Regions from separate parts of the Sus scrofa genome. Here all the other regions are linked to region 3. Evidence: chromatin contacts called from public Hi-C and targeted proximity ligation data. All regions are on one chromosome and are shown on one strand. The core of a region is the stretch at or near the end of the contact, and the rest is flanking DNA. Distances in the headings are between cores, read along the strand shown. Region 1 overlaps LOC106509843 (a long non-coding RNA gene). Region 2 overlaps LOC106509843 (a long non-coding RNA gene). Region 3 has its middle 180 kb from the start of ZFP36L2.

Region 1 (2,774 bases), core at 167-2,666, 160 kb before region 3:
ACAGCATATGGAGGTTCCCAGGCTAGGGTCTAATTGGAGCTGTAGCAACTTGGGATCCGAGCCACGTCTGCGACCCACACCACAGCTCACAGCAACCCTTAACCCACTGAGCAAGGCCAGGGATGGAACCCGCAACCTCTTGGTTCCTAGTCAGATTCGTTAACCACTGCGCCACGACGGGAACTCCGGGGCACTGTCTTTTTAAACTCCTTACTTGGCTTCATTTAATTACACAGCCCCCTGTTCAACAACATCCCCTCATCTGTCCTGTCCTAAGCAGAGGGAGGAAATCGGACCTGTTGTCCTGTCGTGGCTGGGCCTTGACCCTCATTCTCTGGCCGACGTTCAGGATGGAGCTTGGATCCCTTCCTCCAACCCCCCGGGACAGGAGCCTGGCCAGGGTGTTGGGACTCTGGGAGAAGAGGTGCCTGTGACCCTTCCCCCACCTCCCTCCCAGTTCTGCTCTGAGGACAGGGGGAGAGGGCTCTTCCAGGCTGTGCTGGCAGCCAGGCCAGCGTTTGTGGTAGGCGGTGTTTATGTGAATGCACAAATGTTTATGTGAGATTGCCAACCGGTTATTTATGAGTCTCTCAGCCCTTCCCCAATAAAAGCTGTTCCTTCAATGTTCTGACAGGCCCCGCATCTGTAACTAATGTGTCACTCGCTCAGCTAATGCAGTTCACTTGTGTTTATTTTTGCACAAAAGCAATTTATCCAGTCGCTCTGGGAAAACACACACACACAACCAGCCCTGTCAAGGACCTTCTTTGGAGCAGAGTGTTTTTCCTCAAAAGAAACTCTAAGTGGCTCAAAGGGCAGGGCAGCCTCCTGGTGTGCGTGCCTGACGGTGTGAGTGGCTCAGTTCTGATTGTGGGGGAGTGTGTGGAGTGTGGGGTGTCTGGCGTGGGCCCCTCTGCTTTGTCTCTGAGTATATGGATGTGTGTCTTTTTTTTTTTTTTTTTTTGCTTTTTAGGGCCACACCCGGGGCATATGGAGATTCCCAGGCTAGGGGTCGAATCAGAGCTACAGCTGCCAACCTATACCACAGCCACGCCAGGTCCTTAACCCACTGAACGAGGCCAGGGATCGAACCCACAACCTCATGATTCCTAGTTGCATTCGTTTCCCTTGCGCCACAAGAGGAACTCCTATGAATGTGTGTCTTTGTGCCTTTGTCTGTCTCAGACTGGGTGGGTTTGAGTGTTTACCTCTGAATCTAAGAGTTCTGCTGGCTGAGTGTAGGTTACTTTTAAAGAAAGTATGGGGGTGGCTCTGGATCTAACTTTGTATTCCCTCTGGTGGAGGTAAATCAAAGTTGGGAAAGTAAGTTGTTGGCAGCTAAAGTGCCTGGGGGAGGAGGTTTGAGGAAGGAGGGAAGGAGGGCGAAGGTTAAAAGGGAGGATGATTGGCTTTGGGGCAAAAGGAGCATTAACACTGGCCAGCCAAGGACTGTGACTGTAAAACAGCGGAGGAAGGCTGCCCAGGCCTTGGTCCCTTTCCCTGCGGTTGTGAATTTTATCATCCCCGCTCTGTTTTCTCTCAGTACTGGCAGTGAACCTTCACAGTGAAAAGATGCTCTGTGGGCTTGTTTGGGGGATGCTGGAAGAGGGAGGGAGCCTGAGAAGCCATTTCCTGCTGCACAAGCAGATTTCTGGAAAAGGAACCCAACAGTGGGGGGAGGATGAGAGGGGCATGCCTGCCAGGGTGGGGGTCGGGAGTCAGGCTGAGTGCTTGGGTCTGCTGGGAAGAAAAAGAGGTGCTGATTTCGGCTGGGGAGGGGCCTGGTGGTCTCTGTGGTCCCCAATCTCACTTCATAGAGTGTTTCCCTGACCCTGGCCAGAACCCATCGGGGTTGGACCGGAGAGTCCAGGAGGCTCCGTGTAGACCCCTCCCACTGCTGGAAAAGCTTTAGAAGCCCATGGCCAGCTGTCCTGGAGGGGATGGCCCCGATGGTAGGTGTCCCTCATATCTGAATGACCCGGCAGTAGTAGTGGACTGTTAGGACAGTGGGCCCAAAGTCTCATGCCTGAGGGATCTCTGCACTCATTACCCAAAACAGATGTCTTCTCACAGCTCAGACCAAATCTTGGCTGCCTTGTCCTGATCTGCCAGAAAATATCACGTTAACAGTTTGGCATTTTGCCCTCTTGAGTTTTCCTCCAGTAAGATTGCTTTAAATCTCTGGTGCCGGCTGAATGATAAGTCAGTGGATATTTGGATAAACATAGAGAAATAGACGACAGTGCTTTGCCTGAAAGCTTATTTTTTATGGCTCTGGGTTGTTCCCATGGTGATTTTGTCTGGCCTTCAAAGCTGACCGTCAGTTGGGGTGGTCAGGGGAAGCTGTCCGTTTGTCTCTGGTTTCTGTGGCCAGGTGACATTCACGGTCGTCCCTTTGTCTCTCTGTGACCTGAGCGGATTTGGGGCCTGCTCTTCCTTTTGGCCAGGGAGTGTGGGTGTAGGAGGAAGGCGAGGAGCAGAAGGATGTCAGTCAACCCTGCCCCTGCCTGCAGCGCCTTGGGAGTGCCTGGCTCCTGGCTCCCACGCTCAGAACCCATCCTTCTGATCTCCCTGTGATATTTAACTTGCAGTTGAATTCATCCCGAGGCTGGTGGCTGTCCCTTGGTGGTGGGTGCACCTCCCGGCCACCTGTCTTGGAAAGCTCTGGGGCAGGCTCAGGCCTCCTTTCCTTCTCTTGTGGGCCTGTGCCTCGGGAGGAGTGGGGAGCTGTGAGTCTGGGGGTGGGGACAGGAGGACCCAGGGGATAACCCTGT
Region 2 (2,769 bases), core at 44-2,543, 130 kb before region 3:
GAGTGGTTGCACACTGCTCTGCCCCCCATAGGGTGTCCTTGCTGGGCTGGGGGTCAGGGAAGAGGACCCTGGTCCAGGAACACTTCCTGCCCTGCTGAGGCCCCAGGCACTTCTGCGGGGGGTTGTGTTAGCAGGGGTGAGGGTGTTGGGGAGGAGGAGAGCTCTTTCCTATCTTCAGTCCGCCCCTTTCTCAGAACCCTCAGAGCGCAGAACTGAAAAAAGCTTCCCAGGCCTGTGACCATCTCTTGGTTTTTTTTTGTTTGTTTGTTTTGTTTTGTCTTTTTAGGGCCACACCCATGACATATGGAGGTTCCCAGGCTAGGGGTTGAATCAGAGCTGTAGCTGCCGCCCTATACCACAGCCATAGCAAGGCGGGATCTGAGTCGCATCTGCGACCTACACCACAGCTCATGGCAATGCCAGATCCTTAACCCACTGAGCGAGGCCAGAGATCAAACCTGCAACCTCATGGACGCTAGTCAGATTCATTTCCACTGAGCCACGACAGGAACTCCCATCTCCTGCTTTTATTCAGGTAGGCACTGGACGCCCTCTGCTCTAGCTCCTGCCCCCCTCCAAGCCCTGGGTGGCTGATAAACTCATTTCCTCTGTGAAACTCATGACTGATAATGGTTGGAGATGCGTGCCTTTCCAGGTGGATCTGCCCTTTACCAAGAGGAAAGACTCACTAGAAGCTGAATGCCAATGAAGGGAGGGCAGGGAGATAATTTGAGGCAGGGAGCCTTTCTGCTCGCTCCCATCATGAAGGTAGTACTACCTGTGTTGGTAGAATATGCTAGAACTTGCAAAGCCATTTCCCATAGGGTGTCTTATTCGATCCTCTCATCAATGGATAGAGGTGGACACAGAAAGGACTGTTATCACCACTTGCAAATGAAGAAACTGGGGCCAGGAGGGAGCAGGAATATGCCCAAGACCACGCAGTCACATGGTGGCAGGACTGGGGCAGGGTGTTGATTCTTATCACTCTCAGAGAGGTCTCGTCCGGGACGCTGGGCTGCAGAGCCTGGGCACGGGCGTGTGAATCGCCCCTGTCCAGAGGCACATGGGAGTGGGGATGAGGCAGGAGGTTTGCAGTCAGAGGGCCTGCCCTAGGATCTGAACTTCGGCTCTTTCTCAGCGGTTAGTTACCACCCCAGAGCTTCGGTTTCCTCACTAGTCAAGTGGGGGTAACAACCCCTTTCCACTCTCACCCACCAGGGTTACTGTGAGGCCCCCCAATGAGATAAAGTCATCAAAGCATCGTTGCAAACTGCAGAACCCTGCCCACATGCTCGATTCCAGGAAGCCAGGGCTGGACTCTTTTTGCACTGTTCACACCCTTCCTTTGGGGGAGGCAGAGGCTCAGAAATAGCCTTCGCTCTGTCCTCCCCGCTTCCCCCGGGATCGGGGCTGAGTGTTTTCTTCTTGGAAAAACAAAAAATCAAAGCAGTGGCAGAAAAACCAACAGCCTGTTTCTGCTTCCCCTCGGCTGCCCTTCTGGCCTCTGGGGCCAAGAGAGGATGTCGCCGGAGTCCAGGGTTTGGCTGGGGCCTTTCAGAGCCCTCACTGCCCTGCAAGGGCCAGCAGGAGAGGCCTGGATGGCGCTGGTCATGTGCTCAGAGGCCAACGCTGGTAGTGCTCTGAGGCGTGGGGTTCTGATCTTCCTTGGGAGACTGGGCAGGGAGGAGAGGAGCCCCGCTCTTTCAGGCCTGAGAGCACCCAGGAAGGGCTTGGACGTGCTAGAGAAGGGTATCCTGTCCTCTCAACCAGAAATAATTATTCATTTCAATGGACACCTTTCTGGCCATTTGCAAAATGAAATTCAGAATCCTGTGTCTCTTTTTTACCCCCTCTAATGAGCAGCAGATGAGTTTTCAGGGTGTGTTTATCTTTTTCTAGAAACAAGGAAAGGCCAGCTTAAGAGGATAAACAAAACCTACAAACTACATATTGCGTGGCACAGCCGGGCGACCCCGGATGGGAGTGGGCCGGGCCCTGGCCCCCTGCCCTGACGTGTGGCTCTAACAGGGCTTCCCGCTCCAGACCCAGCGTCTTCACCTGAGATGGTTAGGTGGGCCCCCCTGTGTCTCCTACACTGTCGACGGGAGGTTTACACAGAACTTAGTAAGGGCAGCAAAAGGGACGTGTTGAGAAAAGCCTAACCTATAGTGCAGATGAACTGTATATGGTTTTCTGAACATTTAGGCTGTCACATCCACAGCAATCTCAGACAATATAGAGTATGCATCTGCTTTTAATTTCCGTCCCTCCTCAACAAGAGATTGAGAAAGGAATGTTCCAGTCCATCCCTCTATGGTCTCAGGCAGTATCTGGGTTCTACTCTTTCTTCCAGTCCTCCTCTTGTTCCAAACCATTTGGAGTCCCAGTTGGTTCCATGACAGCCGCTCCCTTTCTTTTTAGGACTCGAAGCCCAAGAACTAGTTTTTCTAATTTCCCAAGACTTAGAATACAGCGTTCAGCCCGCCTGGTTTCATAGCACTGTCTCTTTGCTGTTTGCTTTACCACAGGCTTATTTGGAGACTGAAAGTAGTGGGTGGGGCTCTCAGCCAGTGTACATTCTGCTAATGAAGCTGGCCTTGCCAAGAACCTTCTTTCTGCCACTGCTGTGGTAGGTGTCGTTCTACTTTCAGCCTTGGGTTTTAATAGGATAGGAAAGGCACAACTTCTGAACATTGTACTAAGGAGTTCTCCTCGATTTGGAATAAAGACATTTTCTAAACTAATTGCTATATGGCTATCCACTAT
Region 3 (2,901 bases), core at 73-2,572:
GGGACCCGCGCTGGACAGACCTTTGTTTTGATGATTAAATAAGATGACATATGCCAAGTTCCCATTGTGGCACAGCGGAAATGAAGCTGACTAGTGACCATGGGGTTGCAGGTTTGATCCCTGGCCTTGCTCTGTGGGTTGAGGATCTGGCGTTGCCGTGAGCTTTGATGTAGGTTGCAGACGCGGCTAGGAGCCAGTGTGGCTGTGGCTATGGTGTAGGCCTGCAGCTGTAGCTCTGATTCGATTCCTAGCCTTGGAACTTCATGTGCCAAGGGTATGGCTGGCCCTAAAAAGCAGTAAATAAATAAATAAGATAACGTATGAGAAGTCAGCAATTCTCTGGCACATAGATATGCATCCGAATAGTGGCTAAATATTCTCCTTCTTCACAATTTCATTCTAGGGGCTCAACCTTCTGGAATCAGGAAAATTGTCTGATTAAGTGGATTCATGCTGATTCCAGCCTCAGCTCTATGCAAAGGATTCTGATTCCCTAAGTCTGGGAAGAGTTCCCAAACTCATTATTTTATTTGTCTTTATTTTTAAATAAACATCCTGGGTGATCCTGATGCTTAGCCAGGTTTGGAAGCCACTGGAATAAGTGATGATGGGGTTTTATGTTCATAAAGACCAACTTGTGTCCTCAAAAGTAGGGTTTTAGCTTAGAGGTACCTTCCCACGGCCCCTGGAACCACAGCAGGTGGGACCCTCTCTCTCCCCATGGGGGGAGGGGGTGACATCCCTCTAGAGCAGCCCGCAGGAAGGGATGGGGGCCGCGCCAGCTGTGTCCCCTCCTGCAGCTGTTTCAGTGCCATAGCCCCGTGGAAACCACTGTGAAATTCATTCTCCACATCTCCCGAAGTTGGGCCAGGTGGCTACTGGCTGGGGCAGCTGATCCCACCCGACAAGAGGCCTGCGAGCCAGGGAAATACAGCCACCCGCCTCCACTCAGCACAGGGCCCCCCGTTCCACCCTCCCGGGCCAGTAAGTGCTTTTTGTCCCAGATCAACTCAAATCCTCCCCCGGGAAAACTTTTCTTTCCTCAGGAAGCACCCAGCTCTTGCCTTGCTGCAGGTTCTCTCAGGGCTGTCTGGCTCTGGAACCTGGTCAGGACTGGATCCCGCCTCCCAGGGACCCCTGAGGCCTGGGGCTGAGTTGGCTGCTCTGGGAAAATGCAAGCGGAGGAGGCGGGAAGCTGCAGATTCCACTCATCCGCCCGAGAATGGCAGCGGGCCGGAGCTCTCCCTGCAGCAGGGAGCTGAGCTTTTTATGAGCTGCACGGAGCTACAGAAGCAGGGATTTGGCTGAGGAAGAAGGGAAAGGCCCAGAATGAGAGCACTGTCCTCCGTCAAGGACACAGGACTGTTGACGTGGGAGAGATGGGCGCAGCCTCTGGATCAAGTCCACGGGGAGGAGGAAATGGTTTTCACTGAAAAACAAAGTTGAAAAACAGTTTACTGAAGGGACAAGAAGGAGGAAAGGGGGTGGGGAACCACCTCAAACTGTCTGATCATCAAAATCACCTAGTCAGTTAAAAATACAGATTCCAGTCCTCGTTCCAAGTCAATAAAATATTATTCTTGGTAGCTCTGGCTTTTTTTTTTTTTTTTTCCTTGTGGTTTAAAAGTGTAGATCCCTTGTCAATTGTATCTCAGTAAAACTAAGGGGAAAATTAAGATATATGTAAAATCAGCGGAAGAATGAAAGTCAGTTGCACAAAAAGAAAAATTGCTTAGAAGACAGCGAGTGGATATGGAGGTTGAGGGATGTGGATTAAACTATTACCTTCCTAAGATAGACATTAATATCTGAACCTGAAACGTTAATAATATAATAAGCTTCGTTTTTTAATTAAGGAGAACGTGTCACTGGAAATAAAATGATAATCTTTTTAAAATGCAGATTTTGGAGTTCCTGTTGTGGCTCAGCAGATTATGAACCCAACTAGCATCCATGAGGATGTGGGTTTGATCCCTGGCCTTGCTCAGTAGGTTAAAGACCTGGCCTTGCTGTGGCTGTGGTGTAGGCTGGCAGATGAAGCTATGATTGGACCCCTAGCCTGGGAACTTCCATATACCATGGGTGCAGCCCTAAAAAGCAAAAAAAAAAAAAAAAAAAAAAAAAAAAAAAAAAACTTAAAATAAAAATACAGTTCTCTGGTTGCTCAGCGGGCTAAGAATCTGGTGTTGTCACTGCTGTGGTGCAGGTTCAGCTTCTGACCCCGGAACTCCTGCATGCCATGGGCACAACCAAAAATAAATTTTAAAAAATAAAAGCAGATTTCAGCTCACATAGCTTGGAACACCCCTGGGTGGGTGGATATCATGAGTCAGGGGAAGCAGTAATTTATGGAATCAACAACATGGGCTGTGTTTCTAAATTTTCAATTAGGCTTAGGAAGGAGGGAGAAGAGATACAACAGGAAAAAAAAAAATCGCAAAGCCACCTCTCTGCAGCCAGGCTGGGTCTTCCTCTGGATGACCGCCCCACCCCCCTCCTTCCTTTCTCAGTTGTTTCCGGGTGAACTCTCTCGCTCAACTCCTCCGTTCCCTCTTCTTTTCCACCATCAGCCCCCACCACCTGAATAGTGGAAGGCTGAATAACGCCTCCCACCCCCGCAAAATGTACATGTCCCAGTCCCTGGAATCTGTCCATGTCACTTTATGTAGGACTTTGCAGGTGTAATTAAGTGAAGAATCACGAGGTGGGGAGATTACCTTGGGTTATTGGGGTTGGTCTAATGTCATCACAGGGGTCCTAGAAGAGGAAGGCGGGAGATCAAAGCATCAAAGGCGAGGGGATGACAGAGGCAGAGATTAGTTAGAGTGGATGAGAGCGATGCCCTTTGCAGATGGAGGAAGGGGCCACAAGCTGAAGAAGAGAGGCGGCCGCTGAGGCTGA

Evidence for each region. A called contact is a pair of places that touch in the nucleus more often than the background predicts.
Region 1: a targeted proximity ligation map of skeletal muscle shows a contact between it and region 3. A contact is called at or near these places in 4 of 47 Hi-C or Micro-C datasets (embryonic fibroblasts, epiblast stem cells, heart right ventricle and 1 more) and 2 of 2 datasets of targeted methods (alveolar macrophages and skeletal muscle).
Region 2: a Hi-C map of liver shows a contact between it and region 3, with 1.7 times the contacts expected there. A contact is called at or near these places in 5 of 47 Hi-C or Micro-C datasets (embryonic fibroblasts, heart right ventricle, liver and 2 more) and 1 of 2 datasets of targeted methods (skeletal muscle).

What each region holds. Positions count from the first base shown.
Region 1 is chr3:97,532,448-97,535,221 of Sscrofa11.1, reverse strand. The region is part of intron 2 of LOC106509843 (a long non-coding RNA gene); the gene reads left to right. Among named protein-coding and RNA genes, the nearest start is that of TRNAI-UAU, 34 kb to the left of the region's middle.
Region 2 is chr3:97,510,580-97,513,348 of Sscrofa11.1, reverse strand. The region is part of intron 2 of LOC106509843 (a long non-coding RNA gene); the gene reads left to right. Among named protein-coding and RNA genes, the nearest start is that of TRNAI-UAU, 56 kb to the left of the region's middle.
Region 3 is chr3:97,375,947-97,378,847 of Sscrofa11.1, reverse strand. No RefSeq gene overlaps it. Among named protein-coding and RNA genes, the nearest start is that of ZFP36L2, 180 kb to the right of the region's middle.